Regions from separate parts of the Hordeum vulgare genome. Here region 2 is linked to region 1. The links are chromatin contacts, called in public Hi-C maps. All regions are on one chromosome and are shown on one strand. Each heading gives the region's core, a stretch centred on a gene start, on an enhancer-like site or on the middle of the called end of the contact. The rest is flanking DNA. Distances are from core to core; before and after follow the strand shown. Region 1 holds the start of LOC123430631 (xyloglucan galactosyltransferase XLT2-like). Region 2 holds the start of LOC123430633 (cytochrome P450 704C1-like).

Region 1 (6,840 bases), core at 2,884-5,383:
CCTTCCCCACTGGTGCAGGGGTTAGCAATTCACTGTAATCCATATTCCACTCGACAACAAGCTCCCAGAGCACTGAGACGTAGGGCTATTACCTCCACCGTAGAGGGGCCTGAACTCATACAACCTCGCCATAGCTAAGGCTCTGCCCATCCTTTCGTACCCTACACATCTACTGTCAGACTTATACCCACGACAACCATTTCCCCAGATACCATTACTATCATTGCCATGCTAGTTTTATCGTTTCGGTCGTTATGTCTCGTTGCTTACCACATGTTAAATATCAGCCTCTCAACAATGCCATGAAAACCTTCAACCTGTTCAACCTAGCAAACCACTGATTGGCTATGTTACTGCTTGCTTAACCCTGTGTTAGTGTTGCTAGTTGCAGGTGCAGTTGCTTCCATGTGAAAACATTGGTTCCTTGTTATATCACCATATTAAATGCTATTTAATTTAATGCACCTATATACTTGGTAAAAGGTGTAAGGCTCGGACTTTCTAGGCTGGTGTTTTGTTCCACCTTTGCCCCCTTAGTTTCCGGCTACCGGTGTTATGTTCCATAATTGAGCGCTCCTAACACGATCGGGGTTGTTATGGGGACCCCCTTGATAATTCGTTTTAGATTAAGACTGGTCTGGCAAGGCCCAACTTTGGTACTACATTTGCCTAAACACCTAATATAATTGCATAGGGGCTTTCCGGACCCCGAGGATAATTTAATCAACCCCCGGGCCAGTGCTCCTCATGAGTGTTGGTCCAAATTGGCAGACTACGGGGCCACCTCGGGGCAACCCGAGGTTTGGTTCTCCTAGTGTAACCCATCCGTCGTGTCGTGAGAACGAGATACGCGGCTCCTATCGGGTTCGTCGACACGTCGGGCGGCCTTGCTGGATTAGTTTTACCTTTGACGAAATATCTTGTGCATCGGGATTTCGGTGATGCTTTGGGTAATCTGAGAGTTGAGGTTTTCCACTAGGGAATTCGACGAGATCGCGAGCTTCGTGATTGAGGATTTCTATGCAGCTTGTGGTAATTTGTGATGGACTAGTTGGAGCACCCCTGCAGGGTTAAATCTTTTGGAAAGTCGTGCCCGCAGTTATATGGCAACGTGGAAGCTTTGTTTAACACTGGTTCTAGATAACTTGAAGTTAACTTAATTAAAATATGCCAACTGTGTGTGTAACCGTGACTGTCTCTTTCGTGAGTTCCTTCTCCGATCGAGGACACGGTGGGGTTATGTCTGACGTAGGTAGGTGTTCAGGATCATTCATTTGATCAACAGTATTTCACGTCCGCTATGCGTAGATCTTTCCCCTCTTATTTCTTGTACTCGTAAGTTTAGCCACCAAATATCTGCTTAGCCGCTACTGCAACCTCACCACTTATCCATACCTCACCCATTAGGCTTTGCTAGTCTTGATACCTTTGGAAATGAGATTGTTGAGTCCCCTGTGGCTCACAGATTACTACAACACCAGTTGCAGGTACAGGTAAAGGTTACTTGACGTGAGCGCGTTGATTGTTCATTTGGAGTTGCTTCTTCTTCTTCTTCTTCTTCTTCTTCGATCTAGCATGGGTTCCAGGCCGGCAGCCTGGGATAGCAAGGATGGACGTCGTTCTTCTTTTGTCGTTTGTTTTCGTCCGTAGTTGGACCCTGCTCTTACTCTTGATGATTATGTAATGTACTGAAGCGACTCTGATGTAACTTGTGGCGAGTGTAAGCCAACTCTGTTATATACCTCTTCTTTTCAATACATGTACTTGTAACGATATCCATTCTTGCGACACGACGAGATGCGCTTCTATCCGTGACGAGGCCTTCGTGTCAAATTGAGGATAGGGTCGCATCTTGGGCGTGACACATTGCTAGCCTATGGCTAGATGATCTGGGTGATAATGTCCTTCTAAAAGACAGATATCCTGATCTCTTTGAAATTTTCTTAGATAAGGAGTATAAATCATTTAACTTCTTTTAGGAGAAGATTATCTCCAGTTATGCTCCAGAAATGGGATGAAATGAAACAATACGTATTGGATAAAATTTGTGCAGATGAGGATGATGAAATATACTGGAAATTAGATAATTCCAGAGAATATTCCACTAAAACTATGTATAGATGGTTAGAGAGGAACCTTGAGGGGGCCAATTATAAGTGGATTTGGGGGACTAAGATTCCTTTGAAGATTCAAATCTTCCCGTGGCAGTTATTTGAAAACTTCATTCTTACTATCGATAATATGAGGAAACGCCAGTGGCAGGGGGGCCTAAATGTTCTTTTTGTGATGAACTTGAATCGGCGCAGCATCAGTTCTTTGGGTGCTCGGTGGCCAATGTTGTTTGGAGAACTGTTGGTGCTATTTTTGGTACGAGTTATATTCCAAAAACGATTTGGCAGGTTTATTCTTGGTTGTATGCTTTTTTGCCGGGCTTATGCGAGATTTATATTATTGGCTTAGCTGCAGTTTGTTGGTCTATATGGCTGGCTCGGAATCGGGCTACTTTTGAAAAGAAGTGGATTAACACTCCTTTTGAAATTGCTTTCACAACATGTGCGTTTGTTGAATACTCGGCAGGTATGCAAAAACCGGCGATGGCGGAGACTGTCAAGAAAGGGGCTCAATTGCTAAAAGAGAGCGCATCCCAGATACTGCTGCTATGTGGACCACCAAGGCCAGAATCGACCGAACAGGCAGAGGAGGAAGAAGCCTGGGAGGAGTGGTAAGTGCAGGAGAAGATGACGATCCCTTGGCGATGGATTTTGCTGGTTACAGTGCAAATAGCTTGGTGCCCTCGTGATAGCTTTTGAAATTCTATGAGTCTGTGAAACTTTCGTTTTATCTTGTGCTCTTTTGTGAGCCTGGTCTGGTTATGGTTGTTGGGAACCCTCGTAGTGGTGCTGGTTCATGGTAGTGTAACTTTTGATCTTTTGCGTAGTATCGGATGATATCAGGTTTTCGCCCCGCAGTTTGTGTTCCTGATGACAGGCATAAATGGTGGGTTTCCTGATATTGTTACGAACTCGCTTTTTTCCCTTTCCCCCTCTTTCTGGTTCTGGTCTCAAAAACATTGTATTTCCGTTATGAAAGTAATGGAAAGGGGAGAAAGCCCGGTTCCAAAATAATAAATAAAAGTGTCATGCTAAAATTTAAAACTACCATTCTCAGGATAAAAATTCCATGAACAAGAAAAACATAAAATTATAAACTTTAGAAAATGCCATGCTTTGAAAAAAGTGGCGTGTTACTTTATAAAATTATCACCCTCTCGATAATTGTTTTTATCTCGATGCACTCCAAAAATAAAATGGTGATGCCATTAAAAATAAAAAAATTCATCCTCTCAAACATTAAAATTCCAAGCCTATTTATATAATACAAAAATGCAGTTCTTTAATTTATAAAAATGCATCATATTGTTAATAAAAATCTCATGCACTAATAAAACACCATGCGACTAAAAACGAAAATGGCATCTCTCAATAACAAAAATGTCATTCTATTATTGTTAAAAATTGCATCATATTGTTAATAAAAATGCCATATGCTTAGTAATAAAACTTCCATGCCATTTAAAATAAAAAAATGCCGTGTCTAAATAATAAACACAAAATCATCTTTAAAAAGCTCGTGCTGTGAAAAAAATATTATCATGTCAGAAAATGAGAAAAACTGGGATTTACGACATTGAATAATAAATGTGAATTTTAAACACAAAAATACATAAAAGGCCCTCTCAACCCAAAAGTTCATTTGGCGTGAGCTTTGCACCGAGATTCATATCCCCTTCATTTCATAATGTAATGCATCCGTGTTTCTCGAGATTTAAGTTCAATAATAAATTTAGCCAACCTGACCTGCGGCGAAAGCAAAAAATTATATCGCTGGAAAAAATCATATATGAATTGAATGATATAATTTTTGCTTTCGTCGGAGTCGTTACTTTGATCAAATTACAGTTAAATTTGAACGGTGATAAGTACGGAGGCACTACATTATAAAACAGAGAAAGTGCGACGGAAGGGAGAAGGTTCACCGGGGTTAGAGCATCTTGGCAGAACGGTTGGCCAGATAATATTTCCCTAAGAAAAAGTGTCGAGCAAAGATGCCCTTGGCCGGAGTCTACCTGAAGTCTCAAGTGTCGAGCACGCAATGCTGAACAACCTTAACCCAAAGCAGGGCAAGTCGTCTGCCACTACTCCCAATCTGCACGACTTCCCCCAGCACAGCACAGCACAGCCCAGCACAGCGCGATCTCCGGCCATCTCCATCCGTCCCCATCTCCGAATCCCCACGCTCCTCTCCCCGTACTGCGCCCCCACGTTCTCCCCTCGCGCTGGTGGTCCGTCCTCTCCCAGCTCGCCTCAAATCATCCCCACGCCGACGCCGCGATCCACAGCAAGCTCAGAGCTCCTCCACCCCACCCAGGCACCCGCCATGGCCGGGATGTACCGTCCCGAGCCGCAGAACCCCGCCGCGCGCCGCCCGCGCCTCGTCGTCATCCTCCTCGGCTCATTCTTCGCCTTCCAGCTCCTCCTCTTCGTCGCCTTCCGCTCCGCGCCGCCACCCAAGCTGGCCTCCACCGCTGCCGCAACCTCCTCTCCCGTTCCGGAGCCGCCGCCCAGCCGCGGCCCCGAGGACTCCGGCTGCGGCGGCGGGCTCGTGTACGTCTACGAGCTCCCCGCCGTCTTCAACGAGGATCTGCTCGCCATGTGTGATACGCTCATGCCGATGTACTCGGTTTGCCCCTACCTCGCCAACGACGGGCTCGGGTTCCCGGCGGAAGGGACCAGCTTGTCGGCGATCCTGCCGGCCGAGCTTCTTGGGCCGTGGCACTCCTCCGACCAGTTCGCGCTCGAGCACATCGTCCACCGCCGCCTGCTCTCGCACCGGTGCCGCACCACCGACCCGGCGCGGGCCCAGGCGTTCTTCGTGCCGTTCTACGCGGGGCTGGCCGTCGGGCGCCACCTGTGGTCGGCGAACGCCACGGACGCCGACCGGGACAGGGACTGCGTCGCGCTGCTCTCGTGGCTCCACGCGCAGCCGTACTACAAGCGGTCCAATGGCTGGGATCACTTCCTCGCGCTGGGCCGCATTACCTGGGACTTCCGCCGCAGTCCGAGCGGCGGGTGGGGCGGCAGCTTCCTCGCCATGCCCGGGGTCGCCAACGTCACCCGCCTCGTCATCGAGCGCGAGCCATGGGACGCCATGGACGTCGGCATACCGTACCCGACCGGATTTCACCCGCGCACCGCGGCCGACGCGCGCGCGTGGCAGCAGTACGTCACGTCAGTCCCGCGCCCCAGGCTCTTCGCCTTCGCCGGCGCGCCGCGGTCGGCCATCAAGGGGGACTTCCGGGCGTTGCTGCTCAACGATTGCCAGGCCGCGGGGGCCGAGTGCGGCGCGCTGGACTGCGCCGAGGGCAAGTGCATCAAGGACAACGGGCTCGTCCTGGAGCTGTTCATGGGCGCGCGGTTCTGCGTGCAGCCGCGCGGGGACAGCTTCACGCGCCGCTCGCTGTTCGACTGCATGGTGGCCGGGGCCGTGCCGGTGCTGTTCTGGCGGCGGACCGCGTACCTTCAGTACCACTGGTATCTGTCGACTAAGGACGGCCAAGAAGGGGAGTGGTCGGTCTTCATCGATCGCGACGAGCTGCGAGCCGGTAACGTGACCGTGCGCGGCGTGCTGGCGGCCATCCCAGAGGAGCGGGTGCGGAAGATGAGGGAGCGCGTGGTGGAGATGATACCGCGGTTGGTTTACTCCGCCGCGGACAAGGATGGGCTCGGCGGCGGCATGAAGGACGCCATGGACGTCATGATCGACGGCATGCTGCGGCGGGTCGCTGAGCAGCGCCGGAATTGGAAGAGGACGTAATTTTGTTAGTGGAGAGGACCAAACTGTCAAAACGATCATTCTTTTTTGCTTTCTTGTTCAGATTCCTTTTGTGAACAGTTAAAGATTAAACATCACCACTTGTAGCCGTACTTTTGACCGTGGTTGTATATGCGAATTACAGCTCCATTAGTACATAAATAAGTAAATTAACAGAATCTAAGCAAGTGTATGGAATTGTTTGTAACACAGTGTACATTAGAGCTCTATTAGTCCTTTATTTATGGGCACAGTGTACATTGGAGTTTGTAACACAGCTTGACAGGCTGCATCAAATCTGATACTCCTCGGTCAATTGTGCATTGCATCAAATGGATTATCAAATGGCTGGCTCCTCGATCCGATCTTAGCATGTTACCATGAAGCACAGCAGTGTCTGCTACGGCTACTCACACCGACAACATCTATATTCTGATACCGATGTATTTCGTTCGTCTCGGTTTATAAGGCATACCGTTTTAGATTGATAACTTAATTGGTTAAATATATATTGTACTGTATTTGATAAAAAAATATACATTTAAAAACTGCATCTACTTAAAAATTCAATAATATATTTTTCATGACATATGACTCGTATTAGCTAGTCAAATCGATGACCTAAAACTCCATGCACGTCCTATGAACCGAGACAAGGGAGTATAATACTATCTTTATAAGGTTAATTGCTATGCATTTGCTTATTTGATCCTAGTGAACAGTAAAATCATAAAAATTGCCAAAAACAAAAAAGAATAATTTTTTTCATACAAAATGGTTCAGTGTGTGATGCATGTTCCAAATTTGGTGGTGTTTCGACATTCAAGAAGCTCATCACAAAACAGATAAAATGAGCTCTGTTTGTGTGTTTTTTCAAACTTTCTCTTATGCTTGAATTTTATTTTATTTCTAGCTGTAAGCTAGTCAAATGTTGAAACACCACCAAATTTCACAACATGAACATCACGC
Region 2 (6,840 bases), core at 1,479-3,978, 280 kb before region 1:
TAGGATAATTTTTTTTGAAGTAAGCGAAGATTTTATGAATGTCACGAATATTGTTTGTCAAATGCTACCAATACTCTTTACAAGCTATGTGGACTTTTTATACTTCATGTACCTTTTTAATAATTAATTAAATATATTTAAATATAATTAGTATCCATTTAAAAAATATAGATATTGTAATAAACTAAAAATATATATATGCACTAGGAGCCGATCGTTCCTCCAGCTATGGGCCCGCCCATCTAGACGGGCGCATGAGGCGAGGGCTTCCTCAGTCTCGCTAGAAGTGAGGCAAAGCCCCTCCGATGAATGTCAAACGAAGGCAGAAACGAAGCAAATCTCTTATGTGGTGGTGTTGGTAATATTGTTTTATGTGGGTTTCTTTCTGTAAAGTTTGCTTGATGTGTCATGTCTGGGCCTTTCTGATAGTTTCCGCATGTATGTGAACGTCCTACAAATCACAGTTGTCATCCATCTTGCCGAACGCTCGATCACCCATGACGCAAGCGCATCGTGACTGTTGTCTATGTTGACAGGCGTTGATCGACAGTTTCGTTAAGAGCCTACTGACCGTCCTCGTGCGGAGGGCTTTCAAATTAATTCTGTGCAATTAACTGCTGCGTAATAAATTAATTGATTATGTACATGCTTAATTATATACATATCAAATTAATGGGCAATTAAAAAATTGTAATCTGATTATATAATTATATACAGTCTGAATTAACTGCATGCATAATCAGTTTATTGCATTAATGAGACAGTTTGCAAATTGATCTGACCGAGAAATATATATATTTAAATGAACCTAATTAATTGCACATTTAGTTATTTTGCTACTCCCTCCGTCACGGTTTAGAAGGCACAGTTAAACTTGCGTGCGTTTTCAAAATAGACAAGATTTAAGGCGCGATAGCAATTACTTCTATTAGTTAGTACTAATACTACTCATGCATGCGTCCTCCCAATTTGCTGCTCACACATTAGTAATAGTATTTTCTCAGTTAATTAGGCGCATTAGCATTTACACCTGCTACATCTTACAACCAATCTATGACTAACTTGGTTCCAGAGATTTTTCAAACGTGTCTTCTAAACCGTGACGGAGGGAGTAACTAATTACATTTATGGTTTGATTTTCAAATAGATCTAAATGGTTACATGCATATTAGCCGAGTATATAAAATTTGACATAAAAAAACAAAAATATAGGTCATAAGAACATAAAATTTATATTTGATGTATATTTTATGCTATGTTTTTAAGTTTGTAACTTTACATAGCATGAAATATTTTTTACGGTAATTTTTTTTCTTATTTTATCTTTTTAGGTATGAAAAAAAAAATTGCGAACCGTAAAAATATGGTGCATTAATGGGAAAATAAATGGGGATGAAGAATAAATATTCCTCACCGAATGATACATCCTACCATCCAGGGCTAGTTACCACGCATGTTCCATATACTATCATGCGTTAGTTTATGTACTTATTTATCATTTTAATTACGTTTATATATTATATATATGAGTTTTCAAAGTGGGTTACATGAAAAAATACAAGTTAACCCATTGTTTTTATTATATTTGTGAAATACGTATATATTTGTACGTAAAAAAGAGCATACATAAAATATGATATATAGTGCAAAAAGTTATGTATATACTATCTTAAACATTATTATATACTCCCTCCGTCCCAAAATTCTTGTCTTATATTTGTTTAGATATGAATGTATCTAGTCATGTTTTACTATTTTGATACATCCATTTCTAGACAAACCTAAGACAAGATTTTTAAGACGAAGGGAGTACTACATAGTACACGTACATACACTCTGATTTGATAGATAGTACATACAACATACAAAATGCAAGTGATGGTATACAATATAGAAACTTTATTCATCACCCAGGATGCAGAATAGTTTTTTCTTCATCCGAGTTAATATAATAATCAATTTATATGTAAATTATATTAAAATAAAAATAGTTATATTTATATTAGATCATTAAGTAAAATTTGACAAAAAAAATATAGGTCACAAGACTAGGAAAAAATTATTATTTTTTTGCATTTTTGCACTTTTTTTTATGTTCGTAAATTTGCGTGACATAAAGTATTTTAATGTTGATTATAATTTTTAGGTCTCTTTTACGTATAAAATAAGACAAAATTTACGAAACATAAAATTACGGTGCGTTGATGTTAAAATAGAGAAGGATGAAGGATAACTATTTCCTCATCCAGGATGTGAATAGCGTGTATATATATAGAGACACACACATGAAAATATATTGAATGGTGATTTCAATGGTTTTTTTTTCTTTTTGCAATGAGTGATTTCAATGGTATTGATTTGGTATTGTGAATGTTAATAATTTTTTGTTTGGACTTGGTCAAAGTTTAAAAGTTTGACTTGAGACTAATATGCGAGGTGATTGAAAATGGAAGGACTATTATTTTGCGGGAATCTATTGATTAGTATTATGTGACTGGTTCAAAGAAAATAAAATGGAAAATCTCCACGGGAAGCAGGCGAAATGAAGCGATGATCTACTCACATCTGACTGCTGCCTACTTTAAACATCAATTTGGCTGGTCCTGAATCCTGATGTGGGGTTTACAATTTACAACCCCAACTCTTGGATTTTTCCCAGGTTTTGGCTGTTCCTTACCGTAGTTATTAGTACCTTTTTTCGTTAACTCAAACGGCACGTCGACGAACCCATCTCAACGATCTGGCTTTCGTCTTCTCCACGTGTGTTGAAAACGAGAAGATGAGCCAAATTGCCAGTTAAAAGAAGAGAACAAGGCGCCTTCCTGAAATTGTGTGCATCTCACCCGCAGTCTCGCACCCAAGCCTTGATCCTCCTCAATCCACACGGCACACGCCACGCGCCAGCACGCCCGGCGTCCTCGCACCGGTGACCCGTCACGGCCATGGGTTCACCGTTGAGCCAGCAGCCCACGCTGCTGGCGCTGTCGCTGCTCCTCCTGGCCCTCTACCTGGCGCGCCACGCCCTGCTCGGCAAGCGGCGGAAGTACCCGCCCGTGGCCGGCACCATGCTCCACCAGCTCTTCAACTTCGGCCGGCTGGCCGAGTACCAGACGGAGCTCTCCCAGAGGTACCGCACCTTCCGCATGCTCACCCCGACCTGCAACTACGTCTACACCGTGGAGCCCGCCAACGTGGAGTACATCCTCCGCACCAACTTCGCCAACTACGGCAAGGGCACCATGACCCACGACGTGCTGGAGGACCTCCTCGGCGACGGCATCTTCAACGTCGACGGCGCCATGTGGCGGCACCAGCGCAAGGTCGCGAGCTTCGAGTTCTCCACCCGGGTGCTCCGCGAGTACAGCAGCGGCGTGTTCCGCGACACGGCCGCCCAGCTCGCGGGCATCGTGGCCGCCGCCGCCGCCGCCGGGGAGAGGGCTGACATGCAGGACCTGTTCATGCGGTCGACGCTGGACTCGATCTTCACCATCGGGTTCGGGGTCAGCCTGGGCGCGCTCTCCGGGTCCAGCCAGGAGAGCGCGGCGTTCGCCAGGGCCTTCGACGACGCCAACGAGCAGGTGCTGTACAGGTTCTTCGACCCGCTCTGGAAGGCCAAGAGGCTGCTCAACGTCTCGTCGGAGGCCGCCATGAAGCGGTCGGTGCGCACCATCAACGACTTCGTGTACGCCGTCATCGACAAGAAGATGGAGCAGATGGGCAGAGATCAACAAGAATTCGTAAGCTTTTCCCTCTTGCAAACACTAAATTGCGCCGCCGCCTGGTAGGTGGCAGCAGCAAATCTGGCGTCGTGACATTTGCTGACTTGGCAGGCCAAGAAAGAGGACATCCTGTCGAGGTTCCTGCTGGAGAGGGAGAAAGACCCCGGCTGCTTCGACAACAAGTACCTCCGGGACATCATACTCAACTTCGTGATCGCCGGCCGCGACACGTCGGCGGGGACGCTGTCGTGGTTCCTCTACGTGCTGTGCAGCAAGCAGCGCATCCAGGACAAGATCGCGAGGGAGGTGCGGGAGGCCACCACCGGCGACCGGCACGTCGGCGCGCAAGAACTCACGGCGTGCCTCACAGAAGACGCCATCAGCAACATGCCGTACCTCCACGCCGCGCTGACGGAGACCCTCCGGCTGTACCCGGCTGTGCCCATCGTGAGTCAGCTCACCCGATCCCTACCCCTAGCGCATTATAAGTAATCTACTTCTGTGCTGTGTGGACCGGGCGTCACCATCAGTATGGTTTTGTTGGTGTAGGATGTCAAGTACTGCTTCTCGGATGACACGCTGCCGGACGGGCACGCCGTGAGGAAAGGGGACATGGTGAACTACCAGCCGTACCCGATGGGCAGGATGAAGTTCCTGTGGGGCGACGACGCCGAGGAGTTCAGGCCGGAGAGGTGGCTCGACGGCGACGGCGTGTTCGTCCCGGAGAGCCCCTACAAGTTCACGGCCTTCCAGGTGAGCACGCGTAACCAAATCATCACAGGACCAGACTACGACCTGAACCGTACAGAGCTATCCATATTCACGTGACGTTTACGTTTGTCGTGGTGTCTGGCATAGGCGGGGCCTCGGATCTGCTTGGGGAAGGAGTTTGCGTATAGGCAGATGAAGATATTTGCGGCAGTTCTTCTCTACCTCTTCAGGTTTGAGATGTGGGAGGGCGAGTCGACGGTGGGGTATCGCCCCATGCTCACGCTCAAAATGGATGGCCCGCTCAACGTTCGTGCGTCGCCCCGGCGAGCAAGCGGGTAGCGTGCTTGCTATCAAGATGTCCAATCTCGAAAGTTTGTGCATGTTTCGGTGTTCCATTCTGTTTGAACTTCGATAATATGATGATGTGCATATAACAATGCGGCCTCTTTTTGTAATCCAAGCACTTCATAAGCTGTACATATAACAATGGCATACAGTTCAGAAGTTGTTCATGCACTTATTTATACCCGAGCAGTTGTACGCTCTATAGACTCTACTCAAATAGTTGATGCAAGGTTCGGCAAGTTAACCATGATTACTGGCTAAAAGGTAGCTTTGATTCAAGAAAAGATCTCACTTTCCATTAGAAAGGTTCAAATCAACACCCCCTTCTAAAAAAGAGAGAGAGATCCTAGCCGCCAACAAGATCAATCTCCTTCCCGGCTCTCCTCTATGCATTCGTTTGTTGTTTCGACGCCGGGGACGAATGGGAAGCCATTCTCGTCTCTCCTCTTTATGTAGTGGGTTTTAGTCTCATGGCCATGTTACTCCGGTAGTGATGTCGGTATCATCTCGAATAAAAGTCCCTCGACCCTAATTCAGTCTCGGTGATGTTTACTATGGCATTGCCAAGGAGTCTAAAAGTTTCCATCCCTATTGTTCTTCATGGCTGACATGTTGATTATTTGTGTTATCTCGTTACGTAGCTCCATGTGCATCATAAGCAACAACATAATGTTCTTTGACAAACTCTTTGTTCATGGCATTGCGAGCAAGATCACTCGCTTGGTCAGACGATACTATCAGTGACGCATCCCAAGGCCGGGTGATTCCCTGCTGATATGCATGGCACAATTGCCAATCTATGCCATACATGAAGGTCTATTACCACGTTGATTCAATGATAAATATTTCTCTACAAATCTTTGCACGTACACGAGTGACTGGAACTCGCGATGTTATCCATTGGAGGTGAGAGCTATGGAGGTGCAATAATAACAAGTTTAGTTGAGTTTCGGCAAGAAAATTGAGGCATATTCGTTTAGGGTCACTTTTGTCAGGCTCAGTTACCTTATGTCTAGTTGTATCCATTGTCTAATGATCTAATATAAACCAAATTTTAATATAAAAAATGCCAATCAAGTGGCATTGCTAATCGGACAAACCGTGTGTTAAATTCAAACCATAAGTTTGAAACTTGCTTTATCTTCCGTTATACCCCCTCCTCTACTCCACTCCTAACATTCCTAAACCACAGCACCTCCTCATGCTCGCCCCATTCCGCTCGCCACCGTCATCCTGCTATGCATGTGCGACAGTCGATGGCAATGCCCCCACAAGACACCCCCATGTTCTAACCCTCCATACCTATGCCATCTACATTCTGTAGCCAATTGAGCCATCATCCTCTTATCATGACCCCTTCGCTTGTTCGTCCCTGGTCATGCTCTAGTCGTACGCGCTCGTGGGTTTGGCGATTCAATTTCTAACGGTCATCACCAACCTCGGCACCCTTCTCCCCACGTAGCCAATGGATAACATTGTCTGATCTCACCATGGTCACCACCTCCTTAACCTATCCATCCTCGGTCGGTTCTGATCGCAGCGTTGTCGACCTGACCATTCAACTATCATCAGTTTTCCTCATCCTCGAATGTCGCTAGCTTGTGGCCTTGATAATTGCACGGCTTCGCTACCCGCTCATGGTCATTCCTTAGATGGCTCCAAGCATCACTACAAGTAAAATACATGACTATGGTAATACTAATTTCCCACAGTATGTGCATTTTTTTGTAATTGATGTTCATCCATGACAAAATTATAACAGAACCAAGAGTGTCATGCATGGGTTGTCGTAGATCACTTCATGACAAAAGTGAAGTATGCTCTTCCATGACATAAAATGATGCGTCTTGCAAGTGGTTTTTGTCACGGGTGACCAGATCAACCGTGACAACCACCAACACGTGGCAACCGCCATTGGCAGAGCTAAATCCGACAGATCTCCCATAGGGGTCCTGAGTTGGTGATCTTGACTAGATGGTAACATGACGAATAAGAGACACAATGTTTACCCAGGTTCGGGCCCTCTCAAAGATATAAAACCCTACTTCATGCTTGTGTTGTATTG

Evidence for each region. A called contact is a pair of places that touch in the nucleus more often than the background predicts.
Region 2: a Hi-C map of seedling shows a contact between it and region 1, with 2.6 times the contacts expected there. The contact joins the promoter of LOC123430633 here to the promoter of LOC123430631 in region 1. A contact is called at or near these places in 1 of 6 Hi-C or Micro-C datasets (seedling) and 1 of 1 datasets of contacts at active chromatin or transcription factors (embryo).

What each region holds. Positions count from the first base shown.
Region 1 is chr2H:583,690,282-583,697,121 of MorexV3_pseudomolecules_assembly, reverse strand. LOC123430631 (xyloglucan galactosyltransferase XLT2-like) reads left to right here and starts at 4,133. Exons shown (of 1, transcript XM_045114485.1): 1 at 4,133-6,050. The coding sequence starts at 4,153. The coding sequence ends at 5,874.
Region 2 is chr2H:583,973,472-583,980,311 of MorexV3_pseudomolecules_assembly, reverse strand. LOC123430633 (cytochrome P450 704C1-like) reads left to right here and starts at 2,728. Exons shown (of 4, transcript XM_045114487.1): 1 at 2,728-3,737; 2 at 3,831-4,166; 3 at 4,269-4,472; 4 at 4,578-4,950. The coding sequence starts at 2,943. The coding sequence ends at 4,769.